4 separate regions of the Mus musculus genome follow, and regions 2, 3 and 4 are each linked to region 1. The links are chromatin contacts, called in public HiCAR-type, HiChIP or PLAC-seq and promoter capture Hi-C maps. All regions are on one chromosome and are shown on one strand. Each heading gives the region's core, a stretch centred on a gene start, on an enhancer-like site or on the middle of the called end of the contact. The rest is flanking DNA. Distances are from core to core; before and after follow the strand shown. Region 1 holds the start of Tmem229a (transmembrane protein 229A). Region 2 holds the start of Gpr37 (G protein-coupled receptor 37). Region 3 holds the start of Pot1a (protection of telomeres 1A). Region 4 overlaps Pot1a (protection of telomeres 1A).

Region 1 (3,190 bases), core at 671-3,170:
CAAAGGGGATTCTAGGACAGCCAATGTTGTTATACAGAGTAACTCTGTCTTGAAAAAGTAAGAAAGAGAGAGAGAGACAGAGACAGAGATAAAAACAGGGACAGAGAGATACAGAGAGAGAGACACAGAGACAGACAGAGACAGACAGAGACAGACAGAGACACAGTGACACAGAAAGAAGCAGAGAGACAGAGAGAGACAGAGACAGAGAGAGAGAGAGAGAGAGAGAGAGAGAGAGAGAGAGAGAGAGAGACTTACTGCCTTTTTCCTCTTTTTTCTCTTCTGGGTACTAGGGAATTTAGTTACCCAGGGCTCACAGCTGCTTTGAGCCTGTTACCTTGGTGTGACAACCTGGAAGTCAGCAGAAGAAATAAGTTGCTAGCAAAGCTGGGAAAAAAGCTCTGACTTCAGACAAAACAATATGTGTTCTCATCTTACTCTCTTAGCTAACTCATAGGCAACATGGCTACCATAGACAGTAGTTTAAATGGGTAAAATGAGTAAGAAAATAGACAGGAACGCGGTTGCTTCAATATGGGAGATCTACCAGAGTATGTCCTCCCAAAGAACATATGTCTTCATAAAGCTTTTTATCCAAGGAAGATTTGAACTTCTGGACAGAGTAAAATTATTACCTAGTTTCTTCTTATACATGAACAGGAGAGGGGCATAAAAGTATAACTTATTTCTAATATCCCTCCATCCCCTCTACCTGACAGAGGACAGAGAGGGAAGAAGGAGGAGAGAAAAGGGACAGGAAGCCAGGAGGGGGACTAAGGAGTGAATGAGGCCAAGGCCTGAAAGAGCAGGGGATGGGGGAGAAAAAGAAAAAGACAGGAAAAGAAAAAAAGCTCGGCTTTCCTTTACACTCCGTATTTGAAATGACCTAGTTCTGCAAGAACACACACACACACACACACACACACACACACACACACACCACACGCGCGCACACACACACACACACACACACACACACACACCACACACACACACACACACACACACACACACACACACACCCCACACACACACACACACACACACACACCACACACACACACACACACACACACACACACACACACACCCCACCCACACACACACACCACGCGCGCACACACACACACACCACACACACACACCACACACACACACACACACACACACACACACACACCCCACACACACACCACAACACACACACACACACACACACAGCACTAGTCTGCACCAGTTTTAGCAAGCATGCTGTCTTTGGTAGGGGACACCTCTACCCCCACCATCCCACTGTAGCCAGGACACAACTCAGCTACAGCTACACTGGCCTCAAGTCTTTTTGTTTTTTTGTTTTTTGTTTTTTTAAATACTGCTGGGCTTGGCCCTGAGTAAACTAGCCTAGGCAAAGACTGAAAAGGAGGATCAGTCAGGGGGGTTCCGGGCGGGGAAGGGGGGGGAGGGGGTCGGCATTCAGATGCAGGCTGCTCTGAGCAGGAAGGCAGGCTTGGAGTCTCCGGTTAACACGCTGTGACTGGGACACAGCTGGCTTTGCATAAGGACATTAAATATACAGCACCACAGTTTGGGCCCGGGCCCGGCCTCCGGCTAGTGGCACCAGGCCATTTGTCTCCGCCAGCCAAGGCCTGGCCCTGGTTTCCACGATACCGGGAATGCCCCACAGTTAGCCTTCACACCTGTTAGGGGCTTCTCCCCTCCTGCCACCAACCCAGCGGGAACCCCCTGCAGCACTTGCCCAGGGCTGCAGAGATGGCCAAAGGGGACCCGGGCGGCGCTCTTCGCCTTTCGGGGCAGACCCCTGTGAGACCCGGCGCGGGAGGCTGGGCGGGGCGGGGGCCCGGGAAGGCGGGAGAGGTCGAGCCGGGCGGAGAGGGGTATGGGAAGGGCCGGGGGAAGGGCGATCTCCGCTCGCGTAACGCTCCCTGAGCCTGCAGCAGAGGCGGCGGGGCTGAGCCGCGGAGGGGATGGAGCTGCCACCAGCCTCGGCTCTCTTCCCCACAGCCCCGGCATCGCCTCCCCTTGCCCGGCCGCGCCACTCCTTAGGCCGCGCAGGGTGATTCCCGAGCGCGGGTGAGCAACATCTCACCCTGGACTGGAGAAGAGGGCGGGCCAGGACCAAGGCACGAGGACTCCTCGCGTCCCGGGCGACCTGCGAGTCTCCCGAGCGCTGGGAGACCCCGATCCGATCGAAGCTACGTGCGCCCCTCCTCGTCCCCCGGGGCGGGGAATCGGTTCGAGGCTAGGCGGCTGGGCCCCGGGTGCCCGGGTAGCCAATGGCGGGCAGCGATGTGGCGAGTGAGGGGCCATCACCGAGGGACGGCGCGACCCGGAGACCCGGGGCCACCGGCGGACTGCGTAGCCAGGCGGCCGCCAGCTGCCCTGAGCCGCTGTCCGCTGCTGAAGCTCCGGCCGAGCGCGGCGCGCTGCCCGCCTGGATGCGCCTCTACTTCTACGGGATGCACGGCATCACCCTGGACGTGCTGGTATCCTCTGCCAGGCGCTTCGCCCGCAGCCTGGATCTGCGGATGCTGGGTTTCTCTTCACCCTACCGCTGCCTCCTGCACTCGCTCACCCACTTCGCCCTGGAGCAGCTCTACCTGCAGCGGCCGCGCTGCCCCAGCGCCTTCCTCTTCAATTTCCTGCTTTACCCCTCTGCGCACGTCGGGCTGCAGACCCTGGCTGGCCAGGCGCTACGGCTCAGCCTAGGCGGCGGGCCGGGGGGCGCGGCAGCGCCGGCGCTGGGGGCGCTCGACCTGGCGCTGCAGTACGTGCTCGCGCTCTACCACGGCCAAGTGTTCCTGAAGCGCTTCTTGTGTTTGCGGTACCCGCGGCGGCGCGACCAGCACACCAGGGACACGCTACCCGCAGCCCGGGACGCCCAGATCCTTTGGGAGGCTGGTGGCCAGCGACGAGGACCGGGTGGCGCAAGGGGCACAGAACGATCTCCTACCCAGGGACTGCCCGACCTCCTCCGCTTCCTTTTCTTCGGAATGCATGGCTTTCTGGATGAGATCTTCTTCACCTTCTTCTTCAATGTGCTGGGGCAGGGGGACAGGGCCAGCAGTGGCCACACATCCCTCTGGTCTTTCTTCATGTACGGAAGTTGTAGTTTCGTGGTGGAAAAACTCTACTTCCACCTTCACTACAGCCGTGGCTGGGGCACGTGGAAGCG
Region 2 (3,042 bases), core at 497-2,996, 730 kb before region 1:
TTGAATAGACTACTAATCCAAATAGCATGTGTCCTTTCTATCCATATATCGACACAGCTCAAATGGCAGTGCAGTATAATGAACCCACTGTTTATTTTTACATTTGTGCTTTCAGGATCTGTCTGGTTGACATGACATACATACAACTAGTTTGTACTGTTTACATACACCAGAGTGGGAATTTTTATTCCTAACTTTGATGTCCTTTACATTATTTCCATGTGATTCTGGTTGCTCTTGCTCTTAGAAATAAGTTCAAAGATTCCTTGTAAGACACAAGGGCTTCACAAGGGTTATTCTTGATCTTATGTTTTGAACGCACAGGATATAAATCTGCAGTATTTTGAGGTATTGACAAATACCGTTGCAAATGGGATTTTCTTCTCTTTTCATTTTTTCTACTTTAAAAGAAGAGTAATTTTATCTGTTTCCATTTTCAGTCATCCAACAAGCTGGTGCTGAACACTACCTCCCTGTGACATGTCATTTGACACTTAACCTTTGGTGAAATCCCGTATTTTAATTTTTGTCTAACTTTTTCCAAAATAGTTTTTTGTTTTTTTTGACCCTTGTCAGTTTTGTTGTTATGTCTGGTGTCTGTGCATCTGCCCATTTGAACCTCAACACAAGAAAAAAAATTATAAAGATTTTCATAGTCTACTACCCTCTCATCTCTCTCTACCTTTTTCTTCTTGGGTCCCTTGTGTGTGCACAAATTTATAACCCGTGACACTCTTTTCATCTCCAGATATTTAAGTAAGTCTCACTGTAGAGTTCCTTTTGCTATGTAAACACATATTCACAAATGACAGTGCTTAGGACGTAGATAGTTTGAGGCTCTTTACTGCAATTGTATTTTTACTGTATTTTCTATTGTGCCCTTAGATAATTCTTCTGTTGTTGCCTTTGTCTCTATCTCACATGTTTATTTCTTCCCCTTTTAAAAATTTGGTCCGATATTTGTCTGTTTTCTCAGCTATACCAAGATTGCTACACGGGGTTGTGTGTATATAAAAATTGGAAAGGCATGGGCATCGTGATGGGAGTTCGGTCCTCCTCAGTTCTCAGTTCTGAACATATCAAGGTTGCTGCGTTCCTCCTGCTCCCTGTGATCAGCTCTAACTCCACCTCCTGGTAGGATGCTTTCAAAGTCAATGTTAAAGGTAACGGGACACCTGGATCCTTCTTACCTTACAATCTACTCTCTTACCGAGTGAATGAAACCAATGAAGTCTGTTTCTTTTCTGACTCTGCTCTGGGGAATCTAAGACTGTGAATGTGTCACTATTCCCTGGGGAGTCTGAAGCCTGAGCATGCGCACCAGTTGCTACCAATTGTTGCAGATCTCAAGAGGCTTGCCCTTTCTACCTTCTCCTCCAGGGATCCCCGCCTGCACCGGGGGTCCTGAGATCCAACCCCCTCCTTAGTGGTGACAGATTAGGTCGGGTTGGTTGGACTATCTAGGGCAATAACCCATGGAGTTCACGTCCTCCTTGCCTTTAGCCGTGCAGATTCGGCGCCTCCGCCCTTGTTCCCGGGTCGCTCCTAGCTTCCTATTGAAAGCTACTGCGAACGCCTTGAATGAAACGTGTGTGGGTTTAGTGTGTGGTAAAACCACCAGGGGATCCCGTCTCTCCACAAACCAGATGCTCTGCTAGAAGGAGGACGAGAGGGAGGCGACCTGGAGTGAAGCCCGCGCAGTGGCTGAGCCGCTGGGAGAGGCCGGGCCACCTCCCCTGTCCACCATGCACCGCTCCGCCCGCCAGCAGCGGTTCCAGGCACCACGCTCTCCACCCGGGTTGCGATGGTGGTGGCAGTGACAAGCTCCTGCAGCCCACAGCACTGTGCACAAAACAGCAGCGCCCTCTCCTCCCTCTCGCTCCACTCCACGCCTTCTCAGCCCGTGCACTAGGCGCAGCCGCTGGCGCCATCCACTTGTCAACTTTGAACTGAAGGAGCAGCAACTTTGACAGTGGCCGCGGGTTTCGAATCTGGCTTCTCCTTGGCAACAGTCCCTTTGAAAGTCGTCGGAGTTAAACGAAGCAAGAGTTTCCTCTGTGCTCCGGTGGTGCCTTGTTTGCAAGGGTCCCCACCCCCCACCCCCCCGCCAGCCGAGAGTGGGATTGTGACAGCCAGTCCCCTAGTGGAGCGGACTTGTTTTTCTTTTTCTCTAGAGACCTCTACTAGCGACTGGATAAAGCAGTATGGAAAGGATGTAAATAGCAGAGCAACTGTTACCAAGAAGACAGCCACCACCCAAAGGCTGGGAGGAGCGCGGGGCTTCCTCCAGGCTGCGCCCAGTCGCAACATTAGGGAACAATCAGGTGGTGTTCGCAACTTTTCAAGGTCAGCCTCTTGGATCTGTTATTTCCCTGGGAACCTTCGGGTGCACCGAGCTTGGATTAGATTTGGCTGGGAAATGCTCAGAACATGAAACGTGGAAGGATTGTAGGGATGTGTTGATGACACCGTCCTTCCCCAAGCGCCCTGTTCCCTCCCAGCAATCTTCTGCTCCCATCCTCTACCCAGCGGTGAGTATGTGACATGTGCCTAACTCTCTGCACCAAGTTTGGCAGCAGGTGTCGGTGCTAAGCTAGAGCCAGGCTAGTAGGTGCGCCCTCGCCGAGCCATGCCAGCCCGGGGCGCGCCTCTCTCGCGCACATCGCGGCTGCTGCTCCTTCTGCTGTTTAAGGTTTCTGTCTCTGCTGCCCTGAGCTTTGTCCCTGAGCCCAGGAATGGAACTTGTCTGGGGGAGAGCTGTTCCCCACTGATCCAACGCCGCAGCAGGGATGCCCGTGGACCTGGGAATTCGGCAAAAGACGCTCTGCGAGTCCATGTGCCCAGAGAGAAACTGGAAGCAGAGGTGAGAGGGGCGACCTCTTGGGACCTCCCACCACCCAGGGGCGGTGACACAGGTGTGATTGAAGAAGCGGCGGCTGCTGGGCCCTTGGGACCTCCAACCAAGCCACCAAGTGCCTGGAGATGGAAAAGTGCCCAGGGTAAAGAACCATCCGGGCATTTGAGGAGAAGGGACCCCACGGA
Region 3 (3,213 bases), core at 533-3,032, 850 kb before region 1:
TGTGTGTGTGTGTGTGTGTATGTATGTATGTATGTACTTAAGGAATGTATGTACTTAAGGAAAAAAAAAACATGAAATTGAAGAGTGAGGAGTGGCCATAAGTGGGTGTAGTTGGATTGAAAAAAAAAGAAGCTAAATGATGTAATTGTATTTTTTATTGTAAAAAATAATTTAAATAAAGAACGAAAACTCACACAACTTGGGAAAATCCTTGGCTAATAAGATGAGTTTACAAATTTTGACAATAAAACCACAGTGCTTTTGGACTTAGTAAAAAACTTCTTGAGACTAAGTATCTCCTTTTGGCTTAGCAACACAGAGTATTCCTGTTTTAGTTAAGGAACATTTCCATGTAATCAGCTGGGGGTTTGGGAAGGATGGAAAGGCTGATGTTAAAGGTAAGAAAAGAAACATGTTTTTCCCTGGAGTATTGTTCATCCAATGAATATTTAGCTCCTAAAGCTAGCAGCCATTATATACAGTCTTGGCTGTAAAATAGAACCGTTATCCCTGCTCCTAGTAAACTTCAAATGTAGAAGAATGTGTTTAAATACTGAGAGAAAGTAATGAGGAGAACATGACCATGCACTAGGAGGATAGACGGGATTTGACTGTGGTGGAAGTGAATGTGGCACCAACTGGGTATAGGCTTTGTCTGAAGTCAGACACAGATCAGATGGGGGATTAATTCTGAAGCGAAAGCAACGCTTTGTGAAAAACACAAGTACAGCAGCTTATTTAACAGACCGGGAATTCGTAAAACAACAATTGTGCATTTCACTCAGAAAAAGGGTTGTTCTTCCTGGGAAAGGGGGACTTTGTTCACAAGCCACTTGAAATAAGCTTCAAAGTATGCTTATGTTTGTTCCTCCCACTCCCGAAGAATGTTAACCCGTTATTATAATGAAGCTATCACCAGCAATAACGGTTCTCTTGACCAGTATGTCACCAGTTTGGTTGATGGTTCTTGTTAATTTCTCTGATTCCCTGCTTGCTTATTGCCAAAGTTGCTGCCTCCAGGACCTCAGCTGGAGTTAGAAGAATCTTCCGGTTCCCTGCTCTCAACCAAAGTGCACAGGATCCAAAATCCATACAGTGGCTAAACTTAGCGGATAAATAGTATTTCACAACTGTGTGAAGTGACTAACAGTATGGATCTGGGCCTTATTATACTCCTCTAATGGGCAGTCCTTGAATTCCACTTTAGTTGTTATTCCTGGTTCACTTATATTTTATGAACACGGGGAGTGGGGAAAGAGAAGAAAGCTTTAGAAAATAATGGCAAGGTTCTTCAGTTTACCTGAAAATACCCCAGATGTCACCAAAGTGCTATAAAACAAATAACATCATCACCATCATGTATTTATAGCCTTGGAAAAGTCGTATTTGAATGTTTAACTTAGAATAAAAGCTTTAGCGTCAGGGGCTTCCAGTCGACAGAATGGAATCTGGAACCAGCCTGGTTTAGAATAGAGTTCTCACTTGCTACAGGATTTAAGACTCTTATTTTGGATTGTGTGGCTAGCCTTTAATGGCTGATCCTAAACTGGTCCGGCTCGCCCTGCAGGCTGGGGATTGTCTCCTTTGGGCAACCGGAAATCCGCGTGAGCCAAGGAGCGGAGGGGCAAGCAGCCTTGGTGGCTGAGACACAGCTTGCTGTGGCTCCGCCCTCTTCTTCCTCTTCTTGTTTACCCGGGAGTTCCCGGCCAGCCACACTGCAATTCTAGCGGAGTACGCATGCGTGAACTAAGCTGCTCGCGCCCGCGCGCGTGCATGACGTCACAGGCGCCTAGGTCCAGACTTTAGTTGTCCGCGGGTTTTGCTGGTGAGTGAATTTGGGGAGGTTTGGGTTTCGCTGCGGGCCGACCCTGGGTAAATATAACGAGGACTCTTCACTGCAAAATTTGGTGCAGATTTGCAGAAATGCTGTTACACGTACTGTTAGTGTTGACCGATCCCTATCGGGAAGAGACGTGAACAGATCCAAGTCCTCCCTCATGCTGCTGAGTGTTTTGGGGACGGTTGGTCTCTATTCGTTAAGCAGCGATGCTATTGAGTAGCCCAGGCAAGGAGTTTGAGAAGTTTCAACCTAGAGTTCACAGATTAACATCAATTGCAAGTTTCTCTTAGGATATTTACGAGTTTGAGGGAGGAGGCAACCAATGCCAGTTTTGAAATCAGGAAGCTTTTTGGTACAGTGTGCGTACACAATATTTTCATTGACAAAGGGGTTAAAGAATAAAACCCGTGCTTATCTCCCGCCCCCACGTCCAACATTTTAAGATACCAAGGTGAAGTTGGTGAAATTGTAACATCTAAAATCTTAGAAGTTTTTTAAATACAAAAGCTAAGTGGAAATCCAGCTAAGAAGGTTGTTAACTCAGAAAACATTTTCCTCCGAGAAGGAATACCCATACTTTATATTTCGTATCTTTGTAAGAGATTGGTTTTTATTTTTACAGTTACAACTGAGACTGAATATATCAGTTTACAGTTTTCCAGCAGTCACATAACGAGCATATTATTTTATGATACAATGGAAAACGTTTCTAAGGTCCAAGATAAATATATCTGACCATTATTAATTCCAATTAGTAATGTGTAGCAGTATGATATGTGAACATGAGATAGCTTTTTGGTTTCATATGTTAGATTAAGAAATTAAAACTGAGACTTTCAGTGTGACACAGTGTATTTAACCTTTTTGACAGTCGTGTATGCTGAAGAATTTGGATGCTGTTGTAAAACTGTTAATTTCATACTAGATGTTAGCAGGAGAAAGACATATAGAGGAACCTCCTCTGCCTCCTGTACAAAGAATATATAGGATATAGAAAGCTTAAAGGGAGAAAATCCAATTAGGTAAGGACAGCAATGAATGTAAGAGTTGATAAAGATTTGAATTAGTGATAGAAAGGTTAGGAAAAAATAGTCATTTAATGCTAAGTGAACAGTACAATTTAGTATTTTTTTTCTGTTGTATGGCATTTTGGTGTTGTGTGTATGTTAGTTTGTTTAATTATCACAAAGACTTGTGACATTGATGCTTTATAGCTTACCTATATAGACAAAGGTGCTGTATTTCAGAAAGGTTAAGTAATTTTCCTGAGATCAGATAGCTAATAGATGGCAGAGATGGTATTTGAATTTAGACAGCCTGTTTCAGACATGATGAGATAAAATGCAGAACAATTAGAATAGAGGGTCAGTGAG
Region 4 (3,139 bases), core at 260-2,759, 810 kb before region 1:
ATCATTCCTTAATTTGTATGAAGCAAAATATTTTGTATTGTTAAAGTTTTCAAGTTATTTTAGGAAACAAAATTTCACATTCAATAAAGGAAATATCTTCAGGCCACATATTTTGTTTAGAAGCTCCTTGAATTCTTTTTTGCTCATCTGTTTTTCCAAAAATAGATTTTGAGTTATTGATAGCTGCCGGAGCAAAGTCTGATTATCTGAAAGCAGAGTCTGCAGCATCTGCTCTGGGTCCTGCCAGGTTCCAGACAGCCAGGAAGAAGTCTCTATTCCTGCATGGTTGTGGGGAAGTACACACTGCGGTCCCAGTCATCACAGGTCCCTGTGTCCAGCAGACATTGGACATTGACCTCACAGGTCTGTCCCAGTGAAGTCAAGAAGCTCTGTGATAGGCACATGACTAAGGTTCTAACTCCAGTTCCAGCTCTCTAACTTCATTTCTTAAAACGTTCTGAATTGTTTTGATAGAGTGTAGACATGGACTATGTCTTAAGTATTATACCACCTCTAGCATACACAGTTAATTTGAATGTTTCGTATATTGTATAGACCTTTCTTACTGTCCATAGAAATTTGGCACTTTTTCGTAAAAATTTATATTCATAAATGGTAGAGAATACTTTTTGTTAATTTTTACCTATATATTTTTAAATTCTCCTGTAGTAGATAACACTATCGTGAATGACAATATGCAGAGTGGCTTGGATATTGTCTCAAGAGAGAAGAGCTGCTGGCTTCATTCCATTTTATGTGACAAAGTAAGGCATTCACAAGATCAAGCCGCAGTGTCTTTTTCCAGGGTTAGTAAACATTGAAAGGAAATGATCTTAGCTGTAGATCATTTCAATCTATCCATAAAACAAGGAGAAAACACAGAAATAAAACCGTATGCGTGCAGCCCAGTGCTGCTGTTGCCTTTTGTTAAACAAATGTGCTAGAGCAGAAAACCCTGGCACTCTCATACTGCGTTACAGAGTGTCTTTAGCTCACTCAGATCAGTAAACAGCGTGAAGGGCAGGGCCAGGGCTTGTGACTGTGTCGTCTTATCTTTTAGACACGAGTATGTGCGTGCAGGCACCCCTGGACTTGGGAAAAATACTTTTGAAGATAGACTTTTGAATTTTTCTCTGAAGATTCTGTCTACACAGATTGACTCTCTTTGGAAACAGTGATAACCATCGGTCTCAATTTGAAAGTTTTCATGATACGCAGGAAGGGTTGGTTCTTTAGTGAGGAGAGAGGGTGTGCACTTTTACTCAGCGCCATTGTCTGCTTTGATCTTTGGATCATTTGAAATCACTTCGCTTTCCCTGTGCTCCTGCCTTAGCTCCACATGTTCCTCTGCCTGCCCCGCTTGCTTCTCTTCCTTAAATCTCAACTGGCTCATTGCAAAGGCTCTCCGGGGAGGGCAGGGAGGATTAAAGACCATCTGCTGGTTAAGCAGTCCAACAGTATTGTAAATGGGTTTTTAGTCATGATGTCGTATCCTCTGCATGTATCCTCTGCATGGTCCACTAGAGGGTGATGTGAGCATGCATAAGTAAGGAAATTGATGGCTCGTCTTTTCTCTCACGGACATCATCGCACTGTAGCCTTTGCAGGGCTGTATCAGGATGCAAAGGCTTCTCTGGGTGTGATATAACTATGTAATCTTCCTTGGGACAAGTTTTATTCATTTTCTCACAAGTCAATCAGAAGTCTTCAGTCATGTGTCATTGATGTGGATACCTTATTGTCGGCATCTCAAGACAGATGTTCACAGCAGCATGCATGGGATAATTTCATAACTTGTATCGGAGCAGGAAAAGTGCTTTTAATAATGACTTTGTTAGGAAGCATGATATCGACCTCCATAAACAGTGCGCTCTTACCATGCTACAATTCTTACAACAGCATAAAACATATGTAGTCATATCACACTTTGTCATTTAGTGGCCTATTAATTATAGTTAGCTATAGGAGAAAATAAAACCATTGCACTGTACCTACTTTTTCAGCAAAAATTGGAGGATACTCTTTTATACTGGCATTGTGATTTCTTTCTAGTTATATATTGTAGGTGCTTATCTACTTATTAAATAAACCTTTGTTCCAGAGTAGGCTACACCTTTATGTTTTTTATTGTAATTCTTTAGCTTGTAAATTCGGGGAAAATGTTGTAACAAGATTAAACAATTTTTTAACATAATAGATCATCCGACACATTTCATAATCTTTAGTCAAGCTATAGAACGATCCAGTGCTGCCTCCAGAAGGCGTTTGTAATAATAACAGTTTGTCGTGCTGACTCTTGGGATCTGTTTAGAGAAGTAGGCGCAGTCTGTACATGTTGAATGCCGCTGCAGTGTAGTGAGGAAGACGGAATAAGTAGCACACTGCCCATTCCCATTCTCTCCTGAAGAGTTTGCCACAGTCGTTCCCCATAGAGCTGCACGTGTGACCTTCTTAAGCCCCTGCTGAGCTCAGTCTCTGTAGTTCAGGTTCCCTGTCTTTCTCTAGCAAGTAGCTGTGCTCAGTGTCCTCCTTAGAGTGTTCATTCTACTTCCGCCTTGCCCCACGTCCTGCTCTTCGGAATGATCGTGGCTTTTATCTTCCATACACATTTTTGGAATATGTAGATGTCGGATGTCATGGAAGACCCCGAAGTATCCGGCTGAAACTCCTTTAAGTTTAAATTTTAATATCAATGAAATTGTGTTTCAGATAGCTTAGCAAATGTAGATCATTTCCCTGTGTCTCAGCTTTTATTCTAGTCCTTTGAAGGTTATCAACATCTGTGCTATAATAATGCTGTACTAATAAATAAATAAAAAGACAGATGTGATAAACATTCTAAAACACTTGCAAAGTAGCCATTTTAATATCTATTATTCTAGTATCTCACTTTAGAGTCCACAGAAAAGTACATATTTCTCTTGAGTTTTTACAAATTTTCCCCAAACCTCTGATTTGCCTTTTCCACGTCTGATGTAGAAGAAGCAGGTAAAGGCATGTGGGGAAGGTAGGCGGGATCCCTCCTCCTGCCTACCCTCTTCAGAACATCCACCAGGACGGAGAAGAAACGACTGTGGAGGGGAAAGAGTCGTGCTGGGAGTGTGGCTGCTTCTTGCTCACTTCCTCTCTCCTGCCTTTG

The links. Promoter capture Hi-C pulls out the DNA fragments that hold promoters and counts their contacts. HiCAR-type assays count read pairs that join an accessible place to other places. HiChIP or PLAC-seq counts read pairs in DNA pulled down with a chosen protein or histone mark.
Region 2: a promoter capture Hi-C map of neural stem cells shows a contact between it and region 1. The contact joins the promoter of Gpr37 here to the promoter of Tmem229a in region 1. A contact is called at or near these places in 8 of 39 promoter capture datasets (cranial neural crest, embryonic stem cells, frontonasal cranial neural crest and 3 more), 3 of 484 Hi-C or Micro-C datasets (brain, cortical neurons and embryonic stem cells) and 12 of 115 datasets of contacts at active chromatin or transcription factors (VIP interneurons, astrocytes, embryonic forebrain and 7 more).
Region 3: a HiCAR-type map of astrocytes shows a contact between it and region 1, with 3 times the contacts expected there. The contact joins the promoter of Pot1a here to the promoter of Tmem229a in region 1. A contact is called at or near these places in 8 of 39 promoter capture datasets (cranial neural crest, embryonic stem cells, frontonasal cranial neural crest and 4 more) and 7 of 115 datasets of contacts at active chromatin or transcription factors (astrocytes, embryonic forebrain, embryonic hindbrain and 2 more).
Region 4: a contact with region 1 is called in an H3K4me3 HiChIP or PLAC-seq map of embryonic midbrain, with 7 times the contacts expected there. The contact joins the enhancer-like site here to the promoter of Tmem229a in region 1. A contact is called at or near these places in 3 of 39 promoter capture datasets (cranial neural crest, frontonasal cranial neural crest and hippocampal neurons) and 7 of 115 datasets of contacts at active chromatin or transcription factors (astrocytes, embryonic forebrain, embryonic midbrain and 3 more).

The regions. Positions count from the first base shown.
Region 1 is chr6:24,954,855-24,958,044 of GRCm38.p6, reverse strand. Tmem229a (transmembrane protein 229A) reads left to right here and starts at 1,920. Exons shown (of 1, transcript NM_177013.3): 1 at 1,920-3,190. The coding sequence starts at 2,292.
Region 2 is chr6:25,688,684-25,691,725 of GRCm38.p6, reverse strand. It overlaps Gpr37 (G protein-coupled receptor 37), which reads left to right and starts at 1,746. Exons shown (of 2, transcript NM_010338.2): 1 at 1,746-3,042. The coding sequence starts at 2,630.
Region 3 is chr6:25,807,787-25,810,999 of GRCm38.p6, reverse strand. Pot1a (protection of telomeres 1A) reads left to right here and starts at 1,782. Exons shown (of 18, transcript NM_133931.5): 1 at 1,782-1,825.
Region 4 is chr6:25,765,626-25,768,764 of GRCm38.p6, reverse strand. The region is part of intron 8 of Pot1a (protection of telomeres 1A); the gene reads left to right. Among named protein-coding and RNA genes, the nearest start is that of Pot1a, 42 kb to the left of the region's middle. Within about 2 kb of position 1,509, at least 17 of the 459 cell types and tissues checked have an H3K27ac peak or open chromatin away from gene starts, as enhancers often do. A contact at or near this core is called in hippocampal neurons, where this site is marked.